Linked DNA regions of Mus musculus: all the other regions are linked to region 1. Evidence: chromatin contacts called from public Hi-C, HiCAR-type and HiChIP or PLAC-seq data. All regions are on one chromosome and are shown on one strand. The core of a region is the stretch at or near the end of the contact, and the rest is flanking DNA. Distances in the headings are between cores, read along the strand shown. Region 1 holds the start of Sord (sorbitol dehydrogenase). Region 2 holds the start of Serf2 (small EDRK-rich factor 2). Region 3 overlaps Sqor (sulfide quinone oxidoreductase). Region 4 holds the start of Sqor (sulfide quinone oxidoreductase).

What was found. Hi-C and Micro-C count contacts between places; a contact is called where the count stands out from the background. HiCAR-type assays count read pairs that join an accessible place to other places. HiChIP or PLAC-seq counts read pairs in DNA pulled down with a chosen protein or histone mark.
Region 2: a contact with region 1 is called in an HNF4G HiChIP or PLAC-seq map of pancreatic cancer cells. The contact joins the promoter of Serf2 here to the promoter of Sord in region 1. A contact is called at or near these places in 2 of 115 datasets of contacts at active chromatin or transcription factors (embryonic stem cells and pancreatic cancer cells).
Region 3: a Hi-C map of liver shows a contact between it and region 1, with 2.2 times the contacts expected there. The contact joins the enhancer-like site here to the promoter of Sord in region 1. A contact is called at or near these places in 4 of 39 promoter capture datasets (the 3T3-L1 cell line, hippocampal neurons, liver and 1 more) and 1 of 484 Hi-C or Micro-C datasets (liver).
Region 4: a HiCAR-type map of kidney shows a contact between it and region 1, with 3 times the contacts expected there. The contact joins the promoter of Sqor here to the promoter of Sord in region 1. A contact is called at or near these places in 8 of 39 promoter capture datasets (the 3T3-L1 cell line, 3T3-L1-derived adipocytes, frontonasal cranial neural crest and 5 more), 1 of 15 datasets of contacts at CTCF or cohesin (large pre-B cells), 3 of 484 Hi-C or Micro-C datasets (embryonic stem cells, palatal mesenchyme and uterus), 4 of 115 datasets of contacts at active chromatin or transcription factors (embryonic stem cells, kidney, large pre-B cells and 1 more) and 2 of 9 other capture datasets (adipose tissue and liver).

The regions. Positions count from the first base shown.
Region 1 is chr2:122,232,816-122,236,353 of GRCm38.p6, reverse strand. It overlaps Sord (sorbitol dehydrogenase), which reads right to left and starts at 1,515. Exons shown (of 9, transcript NM_146126.4): 1 at 1,396-1,515. The coding sequence starts at 1,461.
Region 2 is chr2:121,447,271-121,450,808 of GRCm38.p6, reverse strand. Serf2 (small EDRK-rich factor 2) reads right to left here and starts at 1,611. Exons shown (of 3, transcript NM_011354.3): 1 at 1,368-1,611; 2 at 726-834; 3 at 1-88. The coding sequence starts at 1,374. The coding sequence ends at 25.
Region 3 is chr2:122,787,394-122,790,931 of GRCm38.p6, reverse strand. It overlaps Sqor (sulfide quinone oxidoreductase), which reads right to left. Exons shown (of 10, transcript NM_001162503.1): 3 at 3,304-3,474. Among named protein-coding and RNA genes, the nearest start is that of Sqor, 24 kb to the right of the region's middle. Within about 2 kb of position 1,826, at least 27 of the 459 cell types and tissues checked have an H3K27ac peak or open chromatin away from gene starts, as enhancers often do. A contact at or near this core is called in liver, where this site is marked.
Region 4 is chr2:122,763,370-122,766,907 of GRCm38.p6, reverse strand. It overlaps Sqor (sulfide quinone oxidoreductase), which reads right to left and starts at 1,549. Exons shown (of 10, transcript NM_001162503.1): 1 at 1,469-1,549.

The DNA of each region.
Region 1 (3,538 bases), core at 266-2,765:
CTCAGGAGGCAAGGGTTTTTATCAGCAGACCCTGCCCCTAGTCCACTCAAATGGAAGCTAAGCCTCAGTTGCCCAACCCATCCTCCATGGAAAGACCAAACTGTGGCTGTGTGGCATTGCAGTGGTGGCACACGCCTTTAATCCCAGCACTCGGGAGGCAGAGGCAGATGGATTTCTGAGTTCAAGGCCAGCCTGGTCTACAAAGTGAGTTCCAGGACAGCCAGAACTACACAGAGAAACCCTGTCGGGGGGGGGGGGGGGAGAGAGAGAGAGAGAATGAGAATCACAAATCACTGTGTCTCTTTAATTTTAATGCAGGATGTTGAGTAGATGTTCAAATGTGATTGGAGAGAGCACTAGAAATTGAATTTGAATCTGACTGAGTTCTTGTCTTGGCTGTTAACTAACCAAGGCTACCATCTTGGGAACCACAACGATTCTTGGTTTGGAATCCACAGAAGTCTACAGGTGGAAGAGTTAAGGAACTCAGAAAATGCTTAGTCTGCAACCACAGATAAACCACTGAGGACAGGCTATTAAACAGACAAGAACTCTTCATCTGAATGAGTCTCTCCTGGTACATGTTCTTTGAATGGGAAGGAGACAGACTCTAGGGTGCAGGAGAGATGGCTGGTATCCAATCTCCAAACTGCATGCCCGCTGAGATGGACTTTGTCAAGGGAACTTTGGCATGACCACAAAGATGACTCGGCAAATGTCTGAACTTTGGTTCAGGGGGCAGAACTAAGTTTAAAGCCAGAGGCAGAGGTAAACAGAATGAATGCTCCAAGGTAGTGATCCAGATGTGGACTAAAGGAGATAAGCACCAGGCTATATCCCCAGTTAAAATGCATTATTAACACTTACTGAATGCTAGGCCCTCTCATGATAATAATTCTGCTATGGGATATTATCAGTTCCAAACAAAAAGGATTAAATAGAAACTTCACTGCTTTTAAATGCCACCATGCCACCTTTTTCTGTCCTCCACTGTCTACAAGAGAAGATCTGGGTAGATCCTAATCCTGGAAGTCTCCCTCTGACCCTTCTGAAGAGCAATAACAACAGTGTGAGTTTGCAGCTATTAGAGTCGAAGGCTTGATTAGTTTTCAACGGTCCTGGGCACAGGTCACGTGCCTGGCGCCCGGTCTAGGCTCTGGGAGCACGCGACCAGAACTCTCTCTAGAGATAGATAACAATTACCCCACCCCCACCTCCCGGTAACCAGCTGAGATCTGGGTAAACCCAGGCAGTCAGGGGTGCTTGGCACGGGCTATCTGCCAGCTCTATGAGCAACAGAACTTGGGAGTGGGTACCACTGCTGAGCCTGCCAGAGGGGCAAACCGGAGCTGGGTGGGTGACTGCCTGAGTTCCCACACTCCTTCCCCTTTTTACCAGGCGGATGTCTCCAGGTCCGTGCACCACCAGGGACAGGTTCTCGCCCTTAGCTGGAGCTGCCATGTTGCTCTCTTGCTTCGAGGTGTCCGCTGGACCCGGCGGGGAGCTGGTGGTTCTGCTCGTCCAACCGCCAAGGGTCTGGAGTAAGGGGCTGGGGCGGAGCCTAGAGAAGGCGAAGCGCGGGCCCGGGGCGGGGCCTGCGCACTTGACAGCCAGGAGGCGGGGTCGCGCGAGGTGGGAGGGGGGAGGCGGGGGACGAGACTTCACTCAGACTTAGCAAGCCAGAGTAAAGAGAGAAAGCAGCCTACGGAGGCCGTGGGGGATTTGTGGCTGCAGAAGACCCGGCTAGCACCCCTCGAACAGCAAGTTTAAGTCTGAGGTGGAGCGCGGGTGTTTTGTGTTACTAACGGGAACAGTGCGCTGCTGCAGGCAGGACGCCGCGAGCGCTCTGAAAAAAAAAAAAAAAACAAAAACAAAACAAAAAACCGCTGTCTTTCCAGCAACCGACAAAGGGCCTGACACTCGCAGGAGTGAAAGAAGGAATGTATGTGTCACGTGGTCCTGATGCATCTGCATCAAGATGCTGTAGGGCAGAATTTGCAAGCCTTTCTCTTTAAAGGCTTTCTCGCTTTCCATTGGCAGCCGGATTTCTGCCCAGATCCCGCCTTTAGTGCTCCCCAGTCAGGACAAACAGGTTTTTACTTTAGAGATGGAGCTTGCTGCCCCTTTCCTTAGCTATCCATTCCCTTCCTTTCCCTTCTTCTGTGTAGCCTTGGCTGGCCTGGAATTTGCTCTTTAGACCAGGCTGGCCTTGAACTCAGAGCTCTTTCCAGCATCATACCTACTACTAGTCTTCCGAGAATTATCACCAGAGCTCTCAGCTCTTGATGTCTCCCTGTGAGGATGGAACGGAGTCTTACATTCTTTAGCAGCAACTCCTGGTGCACTAGAAAACCCGCCGAGGCTGTTTTATTTATTCACAAGAAGGCAATGAGATGTTTGGCACGCGAGGAGAGCTTAATGGAGACGGATACCAAATAAGAAAGGGGGAGTGGAAGCCGGGCGTGGTGGCGCACGCCTTTAATCCCAGCACTCTGGAGGCAGAAGCAGGTGGATTTCTGAGTTCGAGGCCAGTCACTATACAAAGTGAGTTCCAGGACAGCCAGGGCTACACAGAGGAAACCCGGTCTCAAAAAACAAAAAAAATTGTCTTTGTTTTTGTCTACAGAGTGAGTTCAGGGCAGCCAGGGCTACACAGAGATACCCTGTCTCGAAAAACCAAAATAAATAAATAAATAAATAAATAAATAAATAAATAAATAAATAAATAAGTGGTCTGCCTGAATGTATGTGTGTGCACGACTGGGTGAATGGTGTCTCTGGAGGATATAAGACCGAACTGGATCTTCTGGACCTGGAGTTACAGATGGTTGTGAGCTGCCCTTTGGCTGCTGGGAATTAAACCCGGGTTTTCTGCAAGAGCAACAAGTGCTCTTAACTACTGAGTCATTCCTCCGGCCCCAGGATGGATTTTTTAATGTATTTTTTAATTGAAATGCTAACAAATTTCTAATTACAGTTCTTCCCCCAGCCTAACCCCTGCCCCCCAAAAAACTACACACTGAGTATTGTAGTTGAGATTCAAAGCTGAGAAAATTAAAACTTAAAAGAAGTCCTCAGGTTCTTGTAACACACAAACTAATCAATAGCAGCCACACTACTTAACTCTAGAAAGCCTGACCCACAGCCCCAGACCTGACCCACAACCTAACCCCTTCCCTTGGAACATTAACTTCAAGGTACTTTTTTCAATTCATAGATAAAGATCATATTATGCTAATTCTACCTCAGAAAACTTTGCAACCTATTTGATTTACTTTATTTTTATTTATTTATTTATTTTGGTTTTTTGAGACAGGGTTTCTCTGTATAGCCCTTGCTGTCCTGGAACTCTCTTTGTAGACCAGGCTGACCTTGAACTCAGAAATCCTCCTGCCTCTGCCTCCCAAGTGCTGGGATTAATGGCATGCGCCACCACACCCTGCTCTATTTGATTTACGTCAGCTTTTAATAGCACAGTAAGTTAGAGGGTCGATAAACTAAGTCATTTTACAAGAGGAGAATGAAGAAGAGAAAGCCC
Region 2 (3,538 bases), core at 362-2,861, 790 kb after region 1:
AGGGTTGGACACGAAGCCACAAGGCTACTTGGGTTCCTCCTTCTTCTCGTTTGCCTTTTTCTGCTTCTGCTGCATGATCTCCGAGTCCCTGGGGGTAGAGATGATGGGGCACTGGGAGGTACCAGAGGGCAAAAAGGACAAGATGCAGGGGATGAAGGGTACAGAGGATAAGATGGAAGTGGATGGGACAAAGTTCAGCATATGGCTGCTATATTCCCACCCTAGGAGAACAAGAGGAACAGAGCTAAGGGTCAAAAGGCAATCAATCAGTCTCCATATGGCTGTTGCCCAAGGGGTCAGAAGTCTGGCCGCTCAGGCCCAAGGCTCTCTATTCTGTACTAAGTACCACACCCCAACAACACTAGTGAGAAAGTCGGGAAGAGGGAGGAGAGACAAGCAGCAAGGAGGGTCAAAAGTACTGGGCTGTCAAAACAACTACACTTGATATGTGAAGCCCCTGCCCTTGCCCTTAAGGTCAGAACTAAGGCCCGCAGAAATCAGCCTGCGGACAGGGACCCGCCCCAGTCCCTTCCTGTATGGCTGTGACCTAACAATTTAGAGTGGGGAGGAAATAAAACCCTAGAGGAAGCAATGCACTCTGCCCCTCACATCTAACCTAGACTTGGACCCTGCAATAGCTCTCTCTCCTGGTACACCCCTTTCTCTAACCCAGGTCTCCCCGTCCAGTCCCGGCCCGACCCTTCCTTTTCCCTCCCTGGGGCTACCTCTGCTTGCGGGCGGCAGCAGAAAGCCCATCATCTCGGCGCTTTCCCTTAACCGAGTCGCTCTGCTTCTTCATGTTCTTCTGGCGGGCGAGCTCTCGCTGGTTACCGCCTAAGAAGAAGAGAAGGTACAAAGTGAGACGCCGGAGCCGCTCCACGTACACACCAGCGCCCCTCCTCCCCGCAACTGGGACCCCGACCGTCCCCCCAACCCCCGCCGCAGCGCCGACCCCATCGCGGGGCTTCGGCTGCCCGGGGTAGGTTAACTTGGGGGTGCGGGAGGACGGTGCGGTCGAGACTGCTGGCGGCGCGCGTCAAGTTTGAGGCGGCGCGGGGGCCCAGACAGCTGCTGCGGTGTGTGGGACGCGCCGGGGCCTCACGGGCACGCGCCGGGGCCCACCACTCAGGGAACCCGGCTTCCCCAGCGCGGAAAGCCGGCGGCGGCCCGCGCCCAACACAGGGGTCTCCGCAAGTGGCGGCGTGCAGAGGGCTGCGCTTCCGGCTGGGCGGGAGGCAGCTGGAGAGCGCTCCCTAAAGACCCTTCCGCCCGCCGGGGAAGCCGAGGGGACGCACACGCCGGCACCCGGGCGCGCGGGGAGCGAGAGCAGAAAGAAAAGGGAGAGAGGAAAAGGTCCCAGCACTCACGGGTCATGGCGACGGCAGCGGCTCCAACCTGCCTCCGTTGCGTCCCCCTCGTTCGGGCCGACGTTGCAGGCCCCGCCCCCTTCGCGCGACGCCACCAAGTCGTCTTCTTCCTCCCGCCCCTTCACGCCCGGGCGCCCGCTTTCATTGGGCAGGGGGAAACACGTGGAGTGCGGTGCCACGCGCCAGTCCCGGAGGGCGAAGAGCGGAGCTCGGCGGGCGGAGCGCTGGCACGGGGCGGGGCTTCCCCGGAGCGCTGGGTCCCAGCCTGTAGAAACTAGGCCGGGTCACGTGGCCGGGGGGTGGAGGGGTGCGGCTGGCGATGTGGCGCTCCGACGGGGCCGGGCACGTGACTAGGCAAAGTGACCTCATGTGGGACAGTTTAGGGTACTGACTGACAAAGTCGCCCCGAAGGAACGCGGGGGAGGGGCGGGGCGGGGACGGGACGGGGTGAGGGCGGGATTTCCTAGGTCGTTCATCCGGTTATGTGCTATCAGTTCTCTGGAGCTAAACTTAGTGCGGTTCCCCGGTCTCCGAGCCTCTTGGCCGAACACTTGCCACAGTTGTCTGAAAACATACGCAGACAATTAGGAAACCCCTTTCCACTTTCCTCGCCCCTAAGCGCAGCCAGTTTTAGTGTGTCATAAAGTGATCCTGCAATCATTTCCCAAGAGCTTGAGTCCAGAGCTCCTGCATGCACATCTCCACTACTGAACTGGACTTAAGACTGCCCACAGAAACTTTGAATGTGCCTTGGGGGTGACGAAGCATACCCGAATCTGACTGTGGAGTTACTTCAGGAACCGAGATTAGGGAATGCTCCTATTTTATTAGTTTGCATCTCTCTCTTTCTCTCTCTCTCTCTCTCTCTCTCTCTCTCTCTCTCTCTCTCTCTCTCTGTCTCTGTCTCTCTGTCTCCTCTCTCCTCCTCTCTCCTCTCTCTCGACCGTGCCTACATTGTATCATTTCCCCTAAACCTTACATTTGGTTTGTAAGAGAAATCAGGCTGGTAACTAAATCTTTATTTTCGGTTGCTGAATCACAGATGCGCGCGCCCCCTGTAGAAAAGATTAGTTAAGCCTTCTCTCCCTTCCCAGGTCCAAGACAACAGGAATTCTGCTAAACTATCATGAAATAACCCCAACATGAACCAGAACAGTAGGATGCGTTTCCTGCTGACCAGAGGCACTTTATCCTGTCCAGTACCTTCACTAAGCAGCTGAATTCAGAGACTTCACTCCACTCTTTCACCAGAGTCGCCTAAGACTACTGAAAAACACAGATATTTACACTACGATTTATAATAGAAAAATTACAGTTTAAAAATAATTCTAGCCGGGCGGTGGTGGCGCACGCCTTTAATCCCAGCACTTGGCGGATTTCTGAGTTCGAGGCCAGCCTGGTCTACAGAGTGAGTTCCAGGACAGCTAGGGCTACACAGCTGTTGTCTCGAAAAACAAAAACAAAAAATAATTCTATGGTTGGGGGTCACCACTACATAAGGAACTTTATTAAGGGGTCGCAGGACTGGATCCATGAACTCTCATAAAATGGTAGGTATGGTGGTGTGTTATCTGTAATCCTACTACTCCCATAGTGAGAAGAGAGGTAGAGATGGGAGAATTTTCTGGAAGTTCAAGGACCAGTGAGCCTGGAATACAAAGCAAAAGCAATCCAACAGAAACAATGACAGACCCTGCCTCAGAAAGATAATAAAAGACAGTGGTGGCACACGCCTTTAATCCCAGCACTCCGGAGGCAGAGGCAGGCGGATTTCTGAGTTCCAGGACAGCCAGGGCTATGCAGAGAAACCCTGTCTCAGGACAGCCAAGGCTATGCAGAGAAACCCTGTCTCGAAAAATCAAAATAAATAAATAAATAAATAAGATAAAAGTGAAAGTTGTTCTCTAAAGACACACACCGGGATGAAGGAAATGAATTTAAATGTATGGTGGTAAATTTTGATGGGACTGTAAACTAATGCCTATCCCAGAATCAAGTTGAGACTAAGACTTCAAACTGGCTTTGTGAAGAGCAGATAGGAAACAAAACCACAAAACAAAACATTACCATCTTCAATTTTTCCTATGTTCAATCCCACTTGAACTATTAATATTTTTAAAGATTTTTTTTCAAAAATATGTGTGTGTATATGTGTCTGGGTGTGGGTTTGT
Region 3 (3,538 bases), core at 577-3,076, 550 kb before region 1:
AAGAAACTAAAGGTTTATATATTGTTGTTCCTCTGCTGATAGCTCAGAACTTCCTTAGTTTCCTTGGTATCTCCAGGAAACCAGATTAAATTACATATCATTACTCTTTGTTTTCATGGCTTGTTTACCTGGCAGTCTTTTGCTCATAGATCAGCAGGCCTCTCCCTGCTGATACAGCAGCCAGGCCTGCCTCGCTGAGTGGATCTCTTGGAGATCTGGGGATTCCTCAGTGTCTTTGTAATGGGGTTCATTGTCTTGAGGATTATAAATTCATTTCATCTCTGAAGAATGAGAGCCCCAGTAGATGTCTGACCATGTATCATTTGTGAGTTCTAAGGCTCAGAAACTTGGGGAAACTTTAGAGCGTTGTTGTGAAGTTAAGGAAGAAGTTGGGGAATCTGGTAGGGTTCTTCTAGGACCTCACTGAGCATAGCACTGCCCAGGCTGATGGCATCAGAAATCGGTACATAACATCTCTCCGGAGATATCTGGTGGGTTTTAATCCATCCTCCCACTCTGAGTCTTTTGGAATTATGATTCTTGTCACCCACTTAGCAATTTTCACCACAGATGGGAGCCTTTAAGTTCAAGTTTTAATTTTGTAGCAGGTCCCTCGAGAGCCTTCTTCAGACTGCATAAATTAATCAGTGTTCTTTAGCAAACAGGATTCAATTTACCAAATCCTTCTATTCTTAGTATCGTGTCTCCTGTCACAGACACCAGAATAAAAGTGGACTTGTGGGCACTGCTATGACCTAGACTGTCTCTCTGACGCCCTTGCCTTGGGAGTCTGTGTTCTAGACCACAAGCCTTATTTCTTCTCTGAACTCCAGTGTTTTCCTTCCTACCCCCGTATTCTAGCCACACTGGCTCATTTCCTCCAATACTCCCTCACTGCCCCCAAGGCATTTGCATGTAGCTCCTACCTCTAACCCTAATTAATGCCTACTAATTCTTTAACTAAGAAAGAACTCCTTTAGGCAAACCTTCCTCGACCTAACAAGCCTGACTGGTTCTTGTCATGCTGTGACTTAATAATTTCTGGTGTTATTACCTAAAACCCTTATCTTTCCCATCAGACTGCGTTCCTGGAGGAGATAAACTCTCTCGTTGTTAAGTTCAGTCTTCAGACTAGCATCTAGGACATAGAAGGTGGGTAGTAAATACTTGTAAGGAAGGCACGTCTCGGTTTCTTCATTTGTGAAATGGGAACGGTACCTGCCTTGGTGAGCTGCTTTGAGCACTCAATGAGCGGAAACCTGTAAAGCACTTAGAGCTGTCTTTTGCAGGTGCAAGCTCAGGAAGTGTTGTTACTGTTTTCTAAAGAACATTAAAAGGGGAAATGTGGCCTGCGTGTTCAGTATGAGCCAGCACAGCTTAGTAGCTGGCTGAGGGTGGGTTTGTCATCTTTGAACCTTTTGTTGGCACGCTTCTCTTTCTAAATTGCTATGTGACAGTTATTTAGTTGGTGAGCCTGGAGTGTTGCAAGGGTTTGGCTGCTGATTTACTAGGCTCTTAGCATCAGGATCTCTCTCCCTGTCCCCACCCCGACCTCGTTTACGAAATGGGAATCTTTGTCCATATTAAGCCTTCTGGCAAGGTCTCTGTCGTTCTCTGGAATTGCTCAAAAGGCAAGTCTACAAGCTTTGCTATTCCTTCGGGTTTGGGTCAGCAGACTTAGAACTTTGTTCAAAAGGCTTGAACCTTTTGGGGTTTTGGGGGGATCAGGCCAGGGGTTGTTTTGTTTTGCTTTGCTTTGTTGATGTTGTTGTTGTGTTCTTTCTAGCAGGGCTTCATTCTTTCATTAACCTCCCTCCCATAAGCTTGTCGGTGCCCAGTCCTTACAAATAATCGATATTACACTTTGATAAAACCACCAAGGTATGTGTACTGGCTAGTTTTGTGTCAACTTGACACAGCTGGAGTTATCACAGAGAAAGGAGCTTCAGTTGAGGAAATGCCTCCATGAGATCCAGCTGTAAGGCATTTTCTCAATTAGTGATCAAGGGGGAAAGGCCCCTTGTGAGTGGGACCATCTCTGGGCCGGCAGTCTTGGGTTCTATAAGAGAGCAGGCTGAGCAAGCCAGGTGAGGCAAGCCAGTAAAGAACATCCCTCCATGACCTCTGCATCAGCTCCTGATCCCTGACCTGCTTGAGTTCCAATCCTGACTTCCTTTGGTGATGAACAGCAGTAGGGAAGTGTAAGCCAAATAAACCCTTTCCTCCCCAACTGCTTCTTGGTCATGATGTTTGTGCAGGAATAGAAACCCTGACTAAGACAGTATGTGTGGAGCAAAGTATCATTCCTTTACAGAATGCCTGTGTTTCCCCTTTAGGACATCACCACAGATCCCAGGCCCTCTAATGGTTGGCTTCCCTACAGAACCAAGACATTCAAGGTATCGACTGTCTGGATGGCACAGAGTACAGATCAGGACTGATTTTATTATCTGTCTACTTGCATAAAACTCTATTTTTCCACAAGCAGCTAAAAGTGTTTGTAGATTCACTCATCCAGCAAGCATTGCTGAGGTCCTTGCTAGTTCTAGGACTGCAAGAAGAAAATGGAACCTTCATCCTCTGGGGGTGACCTGTGATGTAAGGGAAGGTCTGGCTTTTGTACAACAAGCTCACTGAGGAGGGGCCTGTGGCAAGGGTGAGTTCCCTGACGAACTGATTGGCAGCTGCAGTTCTGGGCTCAGCAGCAGATAGAAAACATGAAATTGCAGCTTGATACTGAGCCTGTGGTCTCACCATTGTACTTCAGTGGATCCGTCAAAAACCTTGTGGGTCTCATGTAGAAGGTTACCTCTAACTAGTGCTAAGCACTTCTGAACCTCTCCTCTGGCAGCATTGGTTCCCTTAGTGCTGGGACAAACCTTAGTCACATGACTCTCCTAATTGTCTGGAAGGTTGCCTGGACTGTGACTTGAGTAGATATTTCCCAAAACTCGCCTCCTATGGAAAGCCAGATATCAGTTAGAAATGCTAGCTTACTTCAAAGGAAAGGGAAAACGCAGCTGCTATTTCAATACATAGAAATAACATTTGTTCAACAAAAATTCAGTCTGGAGATGCTGTACTAATCAATGAGGTCCACCGTATCACACAGTGAATGTTCAAAACCACTTAATCCTTCCACCTATTCCATATACTATACACTGCCGTGTCATGCAGCTTTTAACACACAGCTGTAAACACAAACATGGGCATCTGTGCCAGCTTCCATTCTGAGGGTGTGCAGCTTGGAAATGGCGATGCCGCCCCCAGATAACAAGAAAGCCCAGCAGCCCCAATGGTTACCTCCTTGCCACTGTCTGTGCGGATACAGTTCTCGTCTGGGTTAAGTTCCGCCACTCTATCTTGAATCCACTGCACTCCGGATGGAATCACACTCAGTGTGGAACGGACTGACAAGGACAACTCTTTGGCACCCGCGCCCACTAGTGTCCAGATTGGCTGGTAGAAGTGCCTCTGAGAAACAAAATAGTAAGGGATCTTGTTTCCATATGAGCCATATCCAAAGCATTTTAGTTGA
Region 4 (3,538 bases), core at 300-2,799, 530 kb before region 1:
CTAGATGCCTTCACAAGCAACCACCTCCATGTCATCCAGCAGACCTTTTATGTACCAGATTTAGGGATGTAAAGGCCAGTATCAGACAAGGTTGGGGGGGGGGGGCGTTTTACCTACCGCATCCCTCTGCATCAAGTTCAGTAGGGATGCTTTTCACCTGTGAGAAGGCATTAGGCTTGGGGGAGGAGTGCCGGGCTTTTCTCATTCTCTTCCTTAGGAAAAGCAGATGCCCAAAGAAGCTGGGGATAGAGGACATAGTGGTAGTTCAAGAAAGTGTTAAACCCAAGAAGCTAAGTTGCCTAACAAGTAATCAACACCCTTTCTGCTAACAGGGTATCTATCTAAATTGAGGTCCATTCATCTGAATGAAAGAAAAAAAAAATCTTCACCTTCCACTGATGTCTACTTGAAATTTAACATTCTCTTCAAGGACTGTGTAGGCAGCTGGCCACAGCAATATTAGCAGTATTTATGATGTTTTAGAAATGTGTTTACAGGTAGTGCCTATATCTTGAATTCTATATTCTGAGCTATTCAAAATTATAATAGTTATTTGCTTTTTAAATTTATATGGCATTCTTTTAAATACTTTAGTGGCTGTTTTCTTTCATCATAGCCTGCCTTAAATTTTATGTTTTTAAAAGTCTCTTGAGAGATAGATGGCTCAGTGGTTAAGAGCTCTTACGGAGGGCTTACTTCCAGAGGAATTGAGTTCAGTTCCCAGCACCCAGATGAAAGCTTATAACCCCAGTTCCAGGGCATTAGGCATACATGCAAACGAACTAACTATACACATGAAATAAAATAATAAAGTTTAAAGCAAAAAGGGAAATCTTCTAAGAAAGAGTCCTTAGTTTTCCCCCAAACTCAGAACTGTCAGAGGTAGCTGCAGGTTTTAAAAAAAAAAAAAAAGGATCAGAAAGCTGTGTTTACAGAGGAGAGGTTTACAGCCTGTGCAAACTCTCTGACTCAGCTTCAGTCTGTGAGCCCTAGAAGCTGGGGTGGCTCTCGGAGAAGTAAGTAAAAGTAAGGTGAAAAGTTTCACCAAAGAGCCTTTTCTCCCTTGTACTAATTGCCAATCAGCCTGGCCTGTGCTTCTCCGCTGACCACCTCCCACCCCCAGCGCCCTGGGTACCTCCCCAGATCAATGCCAGTCTCAACCCACCCGGCAGGCAGGGCAAGGTGCTGAGTGACAGACAACAAGTGGAACTAACGTTTCTGAAATTCCCACGCACCGAGACCACACGTCCAAGCTGTGTGGGTGGAGAGGGTGCCAGGGCCATCCTCTCTGCATCGCTGAGGCTGGGCCACTAAGGAGAAAGCATTGAAGTCCACCGAGTCCCAGACCAAAGGGGAGTCTGTCAGGGGTTGGAAAAGAAGAAGGGCGGCCGGGAGCGCGGAGACAGAACCGAGGTGGGCGACAGCGAGCGGCTATAGGAGGGTAACAGCGTCGTGGGGTGCGTCTTACCGGGCTGAGCGACACCGTGGGCCCCAGCGCTGGCGCAGCAGAAACTACTGTGGCGCTGGAGCGCTGGCCTCGCATAGCCCCGCCTGGCCGCCGGGGCGGGGAGGCAAAGGCCAGGGGCGGGGACAGCCACCACCCCCACACCCCCAACCTCCGGAGGAGGAAAGGCCGCCAGGGCGCTACCCAACAACAAACCCGGAGGGGAATGCGCACCTTGGAGCAGGCACGGACACCGGAGGCATGGGTGGTATGGGTGATCCTTGCTCCCCATGTCCTGCGACTGTCCCCACGCAGCCTAGACGCTTTTCTTACGCCTGGGGTGCAGACAAGGCCACCTCTACTCAGAACCGCGCGGCACCTTCCCCTGGAACCTGCTGGCTCCTAGGAGTTGTTCTTTTGGTGCCTGACAAGTCACTGTTCTGCCCCTTCTAAGGACTGACTGTTTGAAGGCACAAGCCAGAGACCGCGGCTTCATGTGTTAAAACAAATACAGTTCCTAAAAGTTGCTAAGGCCTCAACTTAAAAAAAAAAAAAAAAAAAAAAAACCTCAAAGAACACGCAAATGCCACCAACTTTTTTTTTAAGCATAACTAAGTTTCTTTCGCACTTGTTTGATTATATGCATTTTAATAGTTTTTGAGTCACTTCTTTCAAACTGTCTTCACTCTGAAGGATCTATAGAAAAATTGCTTGGTCGCAAACAGGGACTACGGGTTTGATGGTAAGCCTGGTGGCACTTGCTGGCACCTGCACCTGCAACACTGCCTCCCTAGTAATTTTCCGTGACTTTGTGCAGCAACAGGTAAGTCTGGTAAAGAACTTGGAAACAAAACCAAATGTGATCTGTATTTACTGATAAAGCTATTGCTGGAAACAGCGTATTAAGACTATGTAAAAATAATCCTTAATGTCTGCCATACTCTAAACTAAAACTGAATTTATTTTATCAATAAAATGTTTCACATACTTGAGAGTTGAGGCAAGGGGCGGGGCACCAGAAAAAAATGTTCAGGCCTCAGGACAGTTAATTGTTGTATAGTACTGAACATAACCCTGATTTCCACCCTCTAAGTGCCAACAATTGTAGCCCAAAGTTTTGACAAAAGCAAAACTCTACACACATATTTCCAAAGCAATTCGTACTATTCTTCATCTCTCCTTCCTCTCCATCCTCATTAAGAAGTCCTGGTTCCTGTGAATGAATCAAGGGCAGTCTGTTTGCAGGGTGTTTGGAGGTCTATGGCTGGAGAATCGAGTTGGAAGCCGTGTCCTGAATAGTTCCCACACGCTGGGGCATCTATGTATCGTTCTATTACCCCACTGAAGTCCCTTCTTTCCATCAGTGTCTTGCCCATCAGACATTAAGACTGAGAAGTTACTCCATTGGCATTCCCCTTTTTCTTTCTATAATATTTTATTTACTTATTTAGTGTGCATGTGTGCACGTGTACATGTGTGTCATGAGGCACAGGTGGAAGTTAGAGGTCAACTTCCCAAAGTCAATTCTGTCCTCCAACAGATGGATCCCAGACCATCGGGCTTAGAACCAGGCAGGCATCTTTACCTGCTGACCCATCTCGCCAGCCCAGTCATTCTTTCCTCAGATGGTTATTCTCCATCTTGTCCGCTGAATGTCAAGTGAGCCCTGTGGCTGCTACTGTCTGGACCTACACTTGATTCCCATCCATATGAGGTTTCCAGAGTAGTGAGTGTGCAGACAGGGAGATGGGAAACTAAGAGAAATATTAAAGGATGGCAAGAAAGCTTGGGGGGGAGCATGGTGGGGGAAGGGGGCATGATGTGTAGTGGGGGAGGGGGCATGATGGTGAGGAACAAATACCTATCCAAGAAGATCCGGGCATAAGGAAATATAGACTGGCGACCCCCAGGAAGCCATGCAGACCCATACTAGGAAGGGCACTAGCAGGAATGAGCAGCAATAGAGCGTGGAAAGGAAAAGGAGAAAGCAAAGACACTGGAGTAAGGGCAAGGCAGAGGGATTCTCCAGGCATGCTGCTTTAAATGCACCTGCTTGGAGCCCATTAAACAAGCCCCACCCTCATCTCTGAAGCA